3 separate regions of the Sus scrofa genome follow, and regions 2 and 3 are each linked to region 1. Evidence: chromatin contacts called from public Hi-C and HiChIP or PLAC-seq data. All regions are on one chromosome and are shown on one strand. Each heading gives the region's core, a stretch centred on a gene start, on an enhancer-like site or on the middle of the called end of the contact. The rest is flanking DNA. Distances are from core to core; before and after follow the strand shown.

Evidence for each region. A called contact is a pair of places that touch in the nucleus more often than the background predicts. HiChIP or PLAC-seq counts read pairs in DNA pulled down with a chosen protein or histone mark.
Region 2: a contact with region 1 is called in an H3K27ac HiChIP or PLAC-seq map of alveolar macrophages. The contact joins the promoter of MRPL20 here to the promoter of GNB1 in region 1. A contact is called at or near these places in 1 of 47 Hi-C or Micro-C datasets (embryonic fibroblasts) and 1 of 2 datasets of contacts at active chromatin or transcription factors (alveolar macrophages).
Region 3: a Hi-C map of embryonic fibroblasts shows a contact between it and region 1, with 4 times the contacts expected there. The contact joins the promoter of VWA1 here to the promoter of GNB1 in region 1. A contact is called at or near these places in 1 of 5 promoter capture datasets (fetal liver), 9 of 47 Hi-C or Micro-C datasets (embryonic fibroblasts, epiblast stem cells, heart right ventricle and 5 more) and 2 of 2 datasets of contacts at active chromatin or transcription factors (alveolar macrophages and skeletal muscle).

What each region holds. Positions count from the first base shown.
Region 1 is chr6:63,955,356-63,959,359 of Sscrofa11.1, reverse strand. It overlaps GNB1 (guanine nucleotide-binding protein G(I)/G(S)/G(T) subunit beta-1), which reads left to right and starts at 1,846. Exons shown (of 11, transcript XM_021097493.1): 1 at 1,846-1,867.
Region 2 is chr6:63,673,896-63,677,899 of Sscrofa11.1, reverse strand. MRPL20 (39S ribosomal protein L20, mitochondrial) reads left to right here and starts at 2,066. Exons shown (of 4, transcript XM_003127507.6): 1 at 2,066-2,274; 2 at 2,360-2,470. The coding sequence starts at 2,188.
Region 3 is chr6:63,693,058-63,697,061 of Sscrofa11.1, reverse strand. It overlaps VWA1 (von Willebrand factor A domain-containing protein 1), which reads right to left and starts at 1,867. Exons shown (of 3, transcript XM_003127501.4): 1 at 1,701-1,867; 2 at 84-641. The coding sequence starts at 1,767.

The DNA of each region.
Region 1 (4,004 bases), core at 597-3,096:
AGAGAAGCAGCCTCAGAGGGACACAGGTCGTGTGATTCTGCTTGTGTGAAGTACCTGGAACAGCAAATCCATGGGGACAGAGAGCCGCCTGGGGGTGGCGGCAGGGAAGAGACTCCTCCACGGAGGTGGGGGGGGGAATTGCCTTTCCAGGTGACAAGAGATTCCAAGCTGGATGCAGGCGGTGGCTGCACAAAAGTGTGAACACAGCAAATGCCACTGAACTGTATCCTTCCGGAGGGTTAGTGGTAAACTGCACGAGACATGTATTTTCTCAGGAGGTAACGCCAAAGTGGGTGATGAGGCAGCAGCTTGTCTGGGGAAGCTCCGAGTCAGCAGGACTGTTCGAGGAGGCCCCCCGTCTGATGAGGGCGGTGGGCTGCCCTATGGGCAAGGATTTCCTGAGAGAGATTCAGGCCCTGAGATGAACTGGGGCTGAGTCCTTGCCCCCTCCCGGGTGGGCCAGCATGGTGGGGTCTTTCTGTTGGAACGGACAGTCCCTCCAGGTAGGTCCCTAAAAGGGACCTCGGGGTCATCAGGACAATGACCAGGATGCAGACCCAGAGGAAAGAGCCCTTCCTGCCAAGCACTCTGGGGGCTGGGCTATGCCCCCGTGTCAACACCTGGGTGGCCTGGGGGGGCAGGTGTCCTGCGGCGGTTCACGACACGGTATGGCATGTAATGTGGCCTGGCAGTGGTCCCGAAGCGGGAGGGCAGCTCTGGGCCTGGCGGCCTTGCGGACCCACATCCCTTCCCGTCTGCTCAGTGGCTGCCTGCCTGCAGGAAATGGCCCTGGGAGGCGACTTCGTATCAGGTGACCCCAGGCCAGCTTCCTGGCCTGAGCACCAGTCAGGCTCTGGGGCCTCCCCAGGCGGCCCCTGCTGTCTGGACAGGGCAGTGCGCCACAGGCAGCCCCTGCGCCGTCGCCCGGCTCCCTCCCCGCCGCTGAGGTCACAGGTGCAAGCTCTTTATCTGGCAGGTGCTGGCGGAGCCGAGTCCCACGGCTCCACCTGCGGGGAGAGGCATCCCTAGAACAGCAGGAGCAGCCTCCCCTAAGCAGTGGGAGGTGGGGCTGGGTCCAGCGGCCTGCCAGCAGCGCCCTCCCCTCCCAATGGTTCCTGTAGCTACCCGCCCCAGCCCCCAGCCCCTGCCCCTGTCTGCAGCGGCCCGGGCCTCCCCTACTCTGCCGCTGCAGGTGCAGGCAGAACCCTCTGTCAAGCCAGCCTGCTGCCCGGGTACGCTGGGCCAGCGAGGGTTGGGTCCCAGCTTCCTGGCAACAGGGACTCCTCCCTGAGTCTGTGCCCAGGCCTCTAGGTGGCACCTGAGGCCGGGCTGGGGAGAAGGGGGTGGGGGGCCCCAGGGCCCGCCCTCCCCGCGGCCCCGCCCCCGCCCTCCCCGCGGCCCCGCCCCCGCCCCCCGCCCCCCCATCGTCCCCCCCGCTGCGCTGGCGCGGGGGTCTCTGCCTCCCGCCCTCCGTCCTGGTCTCCGCGCTCCCGCCCGGCCCGGGATGTGCGAGGGCGTTTCTGGCGGCTGCACTCCGGACTGGGCGGGCGGCGGCGGCCTGGCCTTGTGCAGGCAGCTGGGGGAAGCGCCGGCGCCGAACAATTGCGGCCTCCCTGCCAAGGGCGCCGCCCAGCCCGGGAGAGGAAATGGGGCTGGGGGCTGGGCGGGCGGCCGCGCTGGCTGCCCCTCGGGGCGCCCTCGGTGCCCGCCTGAGAGGCCCTGGAGCCGCTGCGGGGGCGGGCGGAGCAGACCTGCCGCCCTCCGCCCTGCGTGCCGGCTCTGCCCCCAGCATCCGGTTTCAGGCGGAGCTGCCCAGCCTCGGCGGGGGAGCCAGAACCCGGCCCTGAGGGCCTTGGACCGGCGGCAGGTCGGCCTGGGGGCCGCCCCACTGCCTTTTCCCTGTCCCGAAGCCTCCCCTCCTGACGGCCAGGTGACAGCCCTTCCTCTGCTCGGGTCGTGCCAGCAGGGCCCGTGGGCCCCCAGAGCCTGCCTCCAGGGCTGCGGGAAAGCCGAGCCCAGGCCTCTCAGAACCATGCTGGGGTCTCGGGTGCACGTGGCTGCGAAGCTGGGGGCAGGAGGCTGGCCCAGCAGGAGCCCCAGCGGCCTGGCTGCATCCGGCTGAGCCTGAGGCCCAGGGTCTGCTCATTCCCTGAGCCTGTCATCACCCCTTTACAGATGAGCTGGTTAAGCTGCTACCCTGAGTGCTGGCTGCTCCAACTTGTGTGTGTGTGTGTGTGTGTGGTGTATGGCATGTGGTGTGCAGTGTGGGGTGTGTGTGGTATGGTATGTGGTGTATGTGGGGTGTGTGTATGTGGGTTTTGATGTGTGTGTTGTGTGTGGGGGGGTATGTGGCATGTGTGGTATGTGGCGTATGTGGTGTGTGTGTGTTGTGGGGGGGGTGTGGTATGTGGGGGGTGTGGTATGGGGGGGTGGCGTGTGGTAGGTGGTGTGTGTCCAGGCAGGACACTGAAAAGCCCCCGTGGAGGTTTGCTGGAGGCGGGCTTTCCAACCCCGCAGTCAGGGTTCTGCAGCAGAGGGGCTGCTGCTCCTCAGGGACCCCCAGAGCAGAGTGGCCCCCTGTCGGGCCCCCACTGAGGCCACCTGGTCCCGGGTTCTAGCCCACCTAGGACTGCCCCTCTGGGAGTGGCCCGGAGGCTGCTTGGACCTCCCTAGGGTGTCGGCCCCAAATCTGGGGGGGGGGGACAAGCTGCCCACCCCGGGGCAGCCCCTCCTCCAACCCCACGTGGCACTCCCAAAGCCCCATGGCCATGGCCCCCCCACGTTTTGGTGTCCCCCACGAGGGATGACTGGTTCAGGACCAAAGGTGGGTACAGGCTTGAAGGTCAGCATGATGGGGGGCTTGGGGACAAGGGACATGTCATGCCCTTGGAGAGAGAGGGGCTGCTGCTTCCACTGCCCAGGGGAAGGTGTGCAGAGGTCCTTCTAGGTCGGCTGGCGGCCAGGGGGCCCAGGCCATCCCCCTTCCCAAGGCGGATGCAGTGCCCTCTGCCTGCCACACCAGTCCTGGGCTCTGGGGCCCTGACTACCCTGGCCACGTCCACCTCGGCCTGGCCCCTTCCTGGGCTCTGAGGCTGCCTGCCCTGGGGTCTGCTTGACTGTCACCTCCCTGGGCACCCCCCATCGAACTGTGCCCCTGCTCTCCCGTGCCCCCAACAGGCCTGCCCCTGCCAGGGAGCCATGGGTGGGTGCGCCACCCAGGGAGTTGTGCTGAGAGAAGGACCGGGAGCCTCCTGGCTGTGTGGCCCGTTCTACTGGCCAAGCCTGCCTCTGGAGGCCCACGGGAACTCGGGCTCTGATCACCTACCTTCCGCCCAGCCCCCTTCCTCGTCCTCGCCCTCGTACTCCAGGGCCTGGAGGCGCACTTACTGGAAGCAAGGTTAGGATGGCCCTGGGTGGAGAAGCAGACGCTGCTCAGTGGGACAAGACAGATGCTGTGGGCACCGCCCCCTGCAGCTCTGAGACCCTAAAAGCCTGGCTTGGAGCGTGGCCCCCGGGAGGGGGTCCTGGCCTTGTGCACAGATTGTTTGAATAATTCAGATTTAAGAGACCTACTTTCCCGTCAGAGCTCTTCCTGCTGCAGAGCAGATGGGGCAGGGGCATCTGAATTATGCATTCTGCTCCCCAGGTTTTTAGTGAGGGCTGGGCACCAAGCCAGGCACTGTCCCCTCAGGCCCAGCTGGCCGGGCCCTTGCTGAGTAGGCTGAACGGACCACAGGCTGGTCTCAGAGCCATTTGTCTAGAGAGCCAGGGTTCTCTGCGGGGGTCAGGAGAAGCCTGGGCTCCTGGCTGGGCGCAAGCTCTGCCTGAAAGCACCCTGACTGACACCCCACCGAGGAGCGTGCTGGGTCGCAGGTAGGGGCCAAGAACAGCCAGAGGCCTGGAGGGTGGGGCAGGGAGAGCCGGGGCCCCAGAGCCTCCTCCAGACCCTTGAGGTCATGGGGCCCCAGCCAGCCAGAAACCAGAAGCTGTCATGGGCTCCTGAG
Region 2 (4,004 bases), core at 817-3,316, 280 kb after region 1:
GGAACTTCCGTATGCCATGGGTGGGGGCCAAAAAAAAAAAAAAAAGAAAAAAAACGGCGGAGAAAGGCTGAGGAACTGTTCCAGATTTAGGACTGATAATCAGACAGACATAACAACCACACAAAGTGTACAATTCTGGACACTCGACAGAGCTGGAATAGGCACCGTGGACGAGACAGCAGTGTCGCATTAATGCTGAATTTCCTGATTTGGATCATGGTTAGAGAATGTCCTTTTCTCGGCAAGTACAGTGAAGCGTTTAGCTGCTCCGTGTCCTCGCCCACGGGCCGGAAGAAGCATTGACAGAGACAATGAGTTTAAAATGGAGGAAAGGTAAACAGGTGGTGCATTTGGGTAGAACACGTTGGGGAGTTTATTTTAATATTTTTATTAAGGGCTATAAAAACATCCAGAAAGTTAAGTAAATGTGAGCAGTGATGTGTGTCCTGATAAGAAGAACTTTCGCTGCCTCCTTTCCCTTCACGGTGGCCTTCATATCACAGGAGGCAGCGATTCTGCCCCATTTTCGCTTCTTTTATTACGTGCTGCAGAATTTCTGAATCCGTATCCTGCCCTCAGTCTTCTCCTTTATAAATCAAAATCATTTTCAATCCATTGTTTAGAGGGAGCCTATTTTTCTTTTACTGTTCCACAATGAGGACTTTTTTTCCCACAACTGGTCCGTAATGCGATGGAGTCGGTTTCCCCCCCAGTCTGTTGAAGGAAAAACCTGTTCCAGCTGGGCTTATCGATTTCACCAGAATTGTTCTAAGATTTAAAAGCAAGTTTGACTTGCTCTTGGCAAAGTGGCAAGAGCACCCTGCAGGGTCCGTAACGGCCCGAAGTCCCTCAACAAAACCAGGAGTTTCTTAAACTAGTCTTGCAGCTTTTTTTTTTTTTTTTTACTGCTTTTTAGGGCCGCACCCGCGGCATATGGAGGGTCCCAGGCTAGGGGTCCAAGCGGAAGAGCCGCCGGCCCACACCACAGCCACAGCCATGCCAGATCCAAGCTGTGTCTGCGACCTACACCACAGCTCAAGGCAACACTGGATCCTTAACCTACTGAGTGAGGCCAGGGATCGAACCCGCAACCTCATGATACCTAGTCGAATTAGTTTCCGCAGCACCATGACAGAAACTCTGCAATTTTTATTTTTATTTTTTTATTATTATTATTTTTTTGCTATTTCTTGGGCTGTTCCCGCGGCATATGGAGATTCCCAGGCTAGGGGTCTAATTGGAGCTGTAGCCACCAGCCTACACAAGAGCCACAGCAACGGGGGATTCGAGCTGCGTCTGCGACCTACACCACAGCTCACGGCAACGCCGGATCGTTAACCCACTGAGCAAGGGCAGGGACCGAACCCGCAACCTCATGGTTCCTAGTCGGATTCGTTAACCACTGCGCCAGGACGGGAACTCCCGCAATTTTTAAAATCAGACTTAAATTATAAGCTACAAAGTTACAAAGCTACAAAGAAATCACGCACTCCATTCTGCCACCTTAATTATCTTATGTAATAACGGTGACATAATGGTAAGGTGGTAAGATAGTGACAAAGTACTCGCAATATAAACTGCTCTTCCGGAGTTCCCATCCTGGCTCAGTAGTTAACGAATCCGACTAGGAACCATGAGGTTGCGGATTCGATCCCTGGCCTCGCTCGGTGGGTTAAGGATCCGGCGTTGCGGTGAGCTGTGGTGTAGGTTGCAGACCTGGCTCGGATCCCGCGTTGCTGTGGCTGTGGTGTAGGCTGGCGGCTACAGTTCTGATTAGACCCCCAGCCTAGGAGCCTCCATATGCCGCGGGAGCGGCCCTAGAAAAGACAAAAAAAAGATAAACTGCCGTTCCAACCGTCTTAAAGCGCACAGCTTGCGAGCGAGTCCCCTATGGTAGGCAGTGCGCAGGGGACAGCTCCGCTCCGCCTGGACGTCGGCTCACCTGCTGTGGAACCTGCGCTCGCGCCCCGCCCCGCCCCGCCCCGCCCCGCCCGGCGCTCCCGACGGAGCCGGAGCATGCGCACGGGAAAGGGGCGTTGGCGCGGGCCCGGAGCGCACGCCCGACGCCCCGGAAGTCCCGCGGCGGGAGGAGGGCGGTGAGGGAGGCGCTGACCTGGAAGCGTTCTGGCGACCTGGCGGCGGCGTGGCCCGCGCGCTGGTGAGTGGAGGCGCCGGACGGCGGGCACCATGGTCTTCCTGACTGTGCCCCTCTGGCTGCGGAGCCGCGTCACCGACCGCTACTGGCGGGTCCAGGAGGTGCTGAAACACGCGCGGGTGAGTGTGCCGCGCGGCCCGCGCCCCCGCCCGGCCCTGCGCGCGCGGGCCCCGCCGACCGCGTCCTCTCCCGTTTCTTGACCAGCACTTCCGGGGAAGGAAGAATCGGTGCTACCGGCTGGCCGTCAGGGCTGTGACGAGAGCGTTCGTGAAGTGCACGCGGGCCCGCAGGCTGAAGAAGAGGAGTCTGCGGACGGTAAGCGCCGCCCGTTCCCCTCGCTGGCCGCTGGCGGGCCTGGCCCCGAGAGCGGGCCGACGAGCTGTGCGAAGTACCGGGCGCGCGGGCGTCGCAGCCGTGGATCGTGGAGATGCAGCGGCTCGAGCCCCCCTGCTCCTCCCGAATCGGGAACTTGGGGTGGTGCTCCGTCTGCGTTGCGCGTTGCCTAGACCTCTGGATGGGTTGCGTGCTCGTTCAAACCTGGGAAGCGCTGACGCTCAGGAGGAAAGCGGGCTGAGCAAAGAACGGCTTGGGCGTTCCCGTCGTGGCGGCGCGGCAGCGAGTCCGACTAGTATCCCTGAGGACGCGGGTTCGATCCCTGGCCTCGCTCAGCGGGTGAAGGATCCTTGTTGCCGGGAGCTGTGGTGTAGGTCGCAGACGAGGCTCGGATCCCGCGTGGCTGTGGCTGTGGTGCAGGCCGGCGGCTGAAGCTCCGCTTGGACCCCTAGCCCGGGAGCCTCCATGTGCCGCGGGAGCGGCCCTAACATGCAAAGAAAGTTATACAAATAAAGAGCGGCTTGAAGAGCCCCTACAGATAGCCACGCAGGGCTCCAGCACCACTCTCACTCACCCTGACGTCTGGCCCAGCCCCCTCCGAGACTCCGGCTTTGCTGCCTGAACAGACCCTGCTCTCCCCTGGCAGGCCAGGTCCTTCGTGTGGTCCCTCCGCCCTTCCCTCCAGGCTCTTCACTTCTCTGCAGTTTCCTCCCTGCCTGGGAGCACCTCTCAGTGGTTCTTTTCTACAGAGCATTTGCCTCAGATTCCTCGCTCTTTGTATTCCTGCCCGGTGCCTAAAACCGCATTCGGGATTAAGGCTTTACGGGTATGGTTTTCCTACTAATCTTGTGGAGAGAGGGTGGCATTTGGGTAAAGAGCATCAACTTTTGCTCACTATTGTATTTCAGCCTATTTGACCGAAGAGAACTCTGACTTTTTTTTTTCAGGGCTGCCCTCATGGCATATTCAAGTTTCCAGGCTACCGCTTGAATTGGAGCTGCAGCCACTGGTCAATATTATGCCACAGCAACACCAGATCCGAGCCTGTCTTCGACCTACACCACAGCTCATGGCAACTCTGGATCCTTAACCCACTAAGCAAGGCCAGGGATCAAACCTGTGTCCTCATGGATACTAGTCAGATTCGTTTGCGTTGAGCCACGACGGGAACTCAGGACACTTACTTTTGTAGTTCCTTTAACAAAAAACATTTTTTTCGGTCAGAAATTTTGCTGGGAGCTGGACGTAATATATAACTAGTTCTTTATTTGTGTGTGTGTGTTTTAGGGCTGTACCTGCGGAATATGGAAGTTCCCAGGCCTGGGGTCAAATTGGAGCTACAGCTGCTTGCCTACGCCACAGCCACAGCAACTCGGGATCTGAGCCCTGTCTGTGACCTACACCACAGCTCATGGCACAGCCAGATCCTTAACCCACTGAGCAAAGCGAGGGATGGAACCCACGTCCTCATGGTTCCTAGTTGAGTTCATTAACCACTGCCATGAAGGGAACTCCT
Region 3 (4,004 bases), core at 618-3,117, 260 kb after region 1:
CAGGCCTGCGAGTGCCTCAGGTCTCGCCCGGCCCTCTTCCTGATGCCAGCTGGGTGCCCCCAGGCCCTGCCCCTCCCACCTACCGAGAATGGAGGCCCTCAGCTTGGGGGTGATAATGTGCAGGTCATCCACGTCCACGAAGTGCAGGTGCTTCTCGGCGGGGGCCGAGGCGGCGGCCGACAGCTCCAGGAGGTTGCCGCGGCCGGTGCTGACGATGAAGACAGTGGCGCCCAGGTCCTTCAGCTCCTGCATGGGGGGCCCCACGGGGTCGCTGGAGCCGCCGTCTGTCACCCACACCAGCACCTTGGGCACCCCTGGCCGGGCCCCCGCCTCCTTGGCAAACAGCTGCTCCTTGGCGTATGCCAGCGCCAGGCCAGTGTTGGTGTCACCCATGCGCTGGACTGCAGCGCGTATGGCATCCTGGACGGCCGAGCCGGAGCTGTGCTGGCCGAAGGGGAACTCGGTGTGTGGCCGGCTGCCCACATGCACCAGGCTGGCACGCAGGGCCCCAGGGCCCAGGGGCAACAGGGCCGCCAGCCGCCCCAAAAACTCCCGAACTCGGGAAAACTCATAATGAGACACGCTGGCCGAGCTGTCCAACAGAAACAGCAGGTCCCCCTGGGGGGCGGATGTCGGGGGGCCTGGGGGAGAGGGGAGGGTTAGCCCCAGGTGGTGGCCCCCAGACAGCCTCACACCCAGGGCACAACCCCCAGGGCCTAAGCTTTCCCGAAGCTGGCACTTGCCTTTACCCAAGGAAGCACTGAAAGCCTCTCAGTCACACCCCAAAGTCGTGGGTCGGCACCTCAGCGGGGTGGGGGGGGTCCTTAGCCAGCAGGGGGCTCACACTCTCAGCAGTTCCAGCTCTGCACCCTGGCCTCATATCTGGGGCACCCTCTGGACTCGCGTCTCCTCTGCGAAGGGGTGCCCCCACACCTGCCCCGTCTTCAGCAGACTCTGCACCGGCTGGAGCCAAGGGTCCTGGCCCAGCCCCCTGGCTTGATGGGTGGATGCTTCTGGGCCACCCACCAAGGCTGCTCCCTCAGGCCCAGCTTCCAGAGAAGCAGCCTACACAACTCAGCCTCAGGTAGGGCGAGCGGTGGGAGGAGGGGGTGGGGGCCCAAAGCCGCTGGGGCGGCTGTGGACAGTGGTGGAGGGATGGGGGCCCGACTGCAGCCCCTCCCACGGCCTGGATGGCCGGGTTAGAGTGTCACCCCACTTACAGATGATGTCACCCCTCCCCTGGCCCCCCTCCTCTCTGGTCCATCTGGTCCCAGGAAGCAAGTTAAGGGCTGGGTCTACCCCTTCCTCGGGCACCGCTGGTGGGCGGGCAGATGGGCCCTCTCAGCACTGCCCCATGGGTAGACGGGGGCCTCGCTTCTGCTCCGGGGCCGTTCGCCTCAGTTTCCCCCAACCCACTAGGGCCACACCAACCTTCCTACCATCCCTCCACCAAGGGTCAATCCAAGGAGAGGGAAACTGAGGCAGAGACAAGCCTCCCGACACACCTCCCCCCAACCCCGTCCGGCCCCGAGAGCCCGCGGAGTTGCTGGGGGCGGGAGGGGGGCGCGTCCCAGGTGGGTGGGGTGCCCTGCCAGCCGTCCCCGCCCCGCAGCCGCGGGAGCAGGACGTGGTTCCAGGGGGACAGTGGGGGCTGGAGGGGCACGGGAGCCGAGCCCGGCCCGGCCGCCCGCCACACTCACCACGCTCCGCTCCGCTCCGCGCCAGCCGCAGGCTTAGGGCCAGGCCGAGCACCGTCCAGGGCAGCATCGCGCGCGACGGGAGGGCTGCACTCTGCCTCCGCTCGCCGCTCGCTCGCTCCTGAGCTGCGGGGCGCGCGGCCGCGCGGGCCGGATCCGAGCCCCGCCCCCGGGAGGCCCCGCCCATCACAGTCCCGAGGCCCCGCCCCGGCGGGGCGCGCACTGTCCCGCGTGCGGAGGCGCACAGGCTCGGGGAGGCGCGCTCACGCAGGGCCCAGGCGCGCAGCCACACGCAGCACTCGCTGGGATGGCACGAAGGCACACACGCGTGGCATGCACCCACACAGACACGAGCGTCTTGTTAATGGCCGTAAGGCCTCGGAATCCAGCTTGCCCCTGGCCCCCAGCCGGAAGCCGAGCTGGGAGCCACCGAGCGGGGTCATCCCCAGGCCCACTGCCCTTGTCTCTGCAGTGCCGGGAGTCCCCGAAGCCCAGGCCCACGAGAGCCCCAGAGGGTATGAGATGCGTCGGTAATGCCATCACCGGACAGGCCCAGGCCCCGGCCGCAGAACTGGGACGTGTTTCTCCAAGGAATGACCAGCGGAGATCAAAAGGGCCGAACTTAGGACGCTTTTCATCGGGAGGGAAAGACGCTTGAGACATTAAAGGGGAGCTTCTTGGAGGACGAGGCCTGGGGGCTGAGGGTGGCTGTTTTAGGCCATGTCCACAGGGACCATACTGGGCCTACCACCGATGAGGGGCCCAGGGCCCAGCTGACGTCAGACTCCAGGACTGACCACAGATCCCCAGCGGCGCCCCGGAGAAGCCCTCTGAGGGACTCGCTGTGAGCCAGGGAGCCTTGCATCTGGGGTTGTGGCTAGACCAGACCCGAGGTGGCTGCCTGCAGGGGACGTCCAGGGAGACACTCAGGCCCCCAGGGCAGATTCCTCTTCCGTAGGTGAGGCGGAGCTGAGGTCCGGGAGAGCCCCGCCCGCCTCGCTCCGGACATGCTCCCCCGCCCCTCGCCCTTTCCCAGCCACTCCTCCCTGCGGAGCTGGGGGGACATGGGTTCCCCACGGTGAGATGGCGGGGCCCTCTGAGCCAGGATGTCCCCTCCCTTCCCTCCTCCGGAGCGGAGGATGCTCAGCGGGGAGGACGGATGGGACTCAGTGGTTTTCCTTCCTCCCCTTCTGGCAGGTGAGACGCCGGCTGTGAGACACGCTAGAGCTCTGACTTTGCCTAAAAAAGGAAGCGGCTCGGCCGCGCTGAGGAGCTGCCGCAGGAACAAGCGAGAACTGTGTCCCCGCTGCCCCCACCCCCTTGCCGGGAATCTTGGCAGTGGCGGTGCTGGCTCAGCTCCACAGACCTCCATTTCTGGGACCAGAAACTGCCTGGTGCTTCTGCGTGGGCCCCAGAAGGTGGCAATGGGCTTGAACCCCCCAAAGTTCGGGGTCCCCCAGAGGGACCACACCTGGCCCCCAGCCCTCCAGTGCACGAGGCTGCTGCGGAGATGAGGCTGTGAGCAAAGGCAGCTGCAGGAGACCTGGGGGCCCAGTCGTGGGGCCCAGTCGTGGGGCCCAGGGAATCGCTGCAGATGCGGCTTGGCTCACCGGCCACCTCTAGCAGGAGGGGGCCGTGCCGGATTGGCCCGGTGGCGTCCCCACACCTGCCCAGCCGTGGGCCCACAGTCACACCTTGGCTGTCCTGCTGGGCTGACGGGGAAGTTTCCGTCCCTTCTGGAAAAACTGAGCGGCTCTTCTTGGCCATGACGCAAGCCCTCGAGGAAGCAGGCGTCCTCCAGCCTCTCCCTCAGAGGGACAAAGGACTGGGGGCCCAGCCTTGGGAATGCTCAGCCAGGGTCTCTGCCCAGCCTGGGCTGAGCTCGGCCACCAGCCTTGACTGAGGCACCCCTGCCCAGAGTCACTCCTGATGTTCGTGCTGAGCTCTGGCCTGACCCCCAGGAGATCAGCCCACCCCCAGCCACTCAGCTCTGCTCCCCCAGGTCTCAGATCTGCCCTGTGGCTCAGCTGGCCACCTCAGCCCTACTGCCAGCATCATGGCGAGTCTCACTCGCCCCCGAGGAAGGACATGGGCAGATAGATGGAGGGTCCCCAGGGAACATGGGGGTCAGCCAGGGGTGTAGTAGTCAGGGCCAGGGCTGGGCTTGAGGCAGACGCCAGAGGAAGCACAAATATAATGGCCCGGAAACCTCCTCTCTGACGGGGGTGGAGTGGGGGATGGGGGAGAAACGTTCAGAGGCCGCCAGGACACAACAGCCCTGGCCCCAGCCCTCTCCCTCCCCTGGGC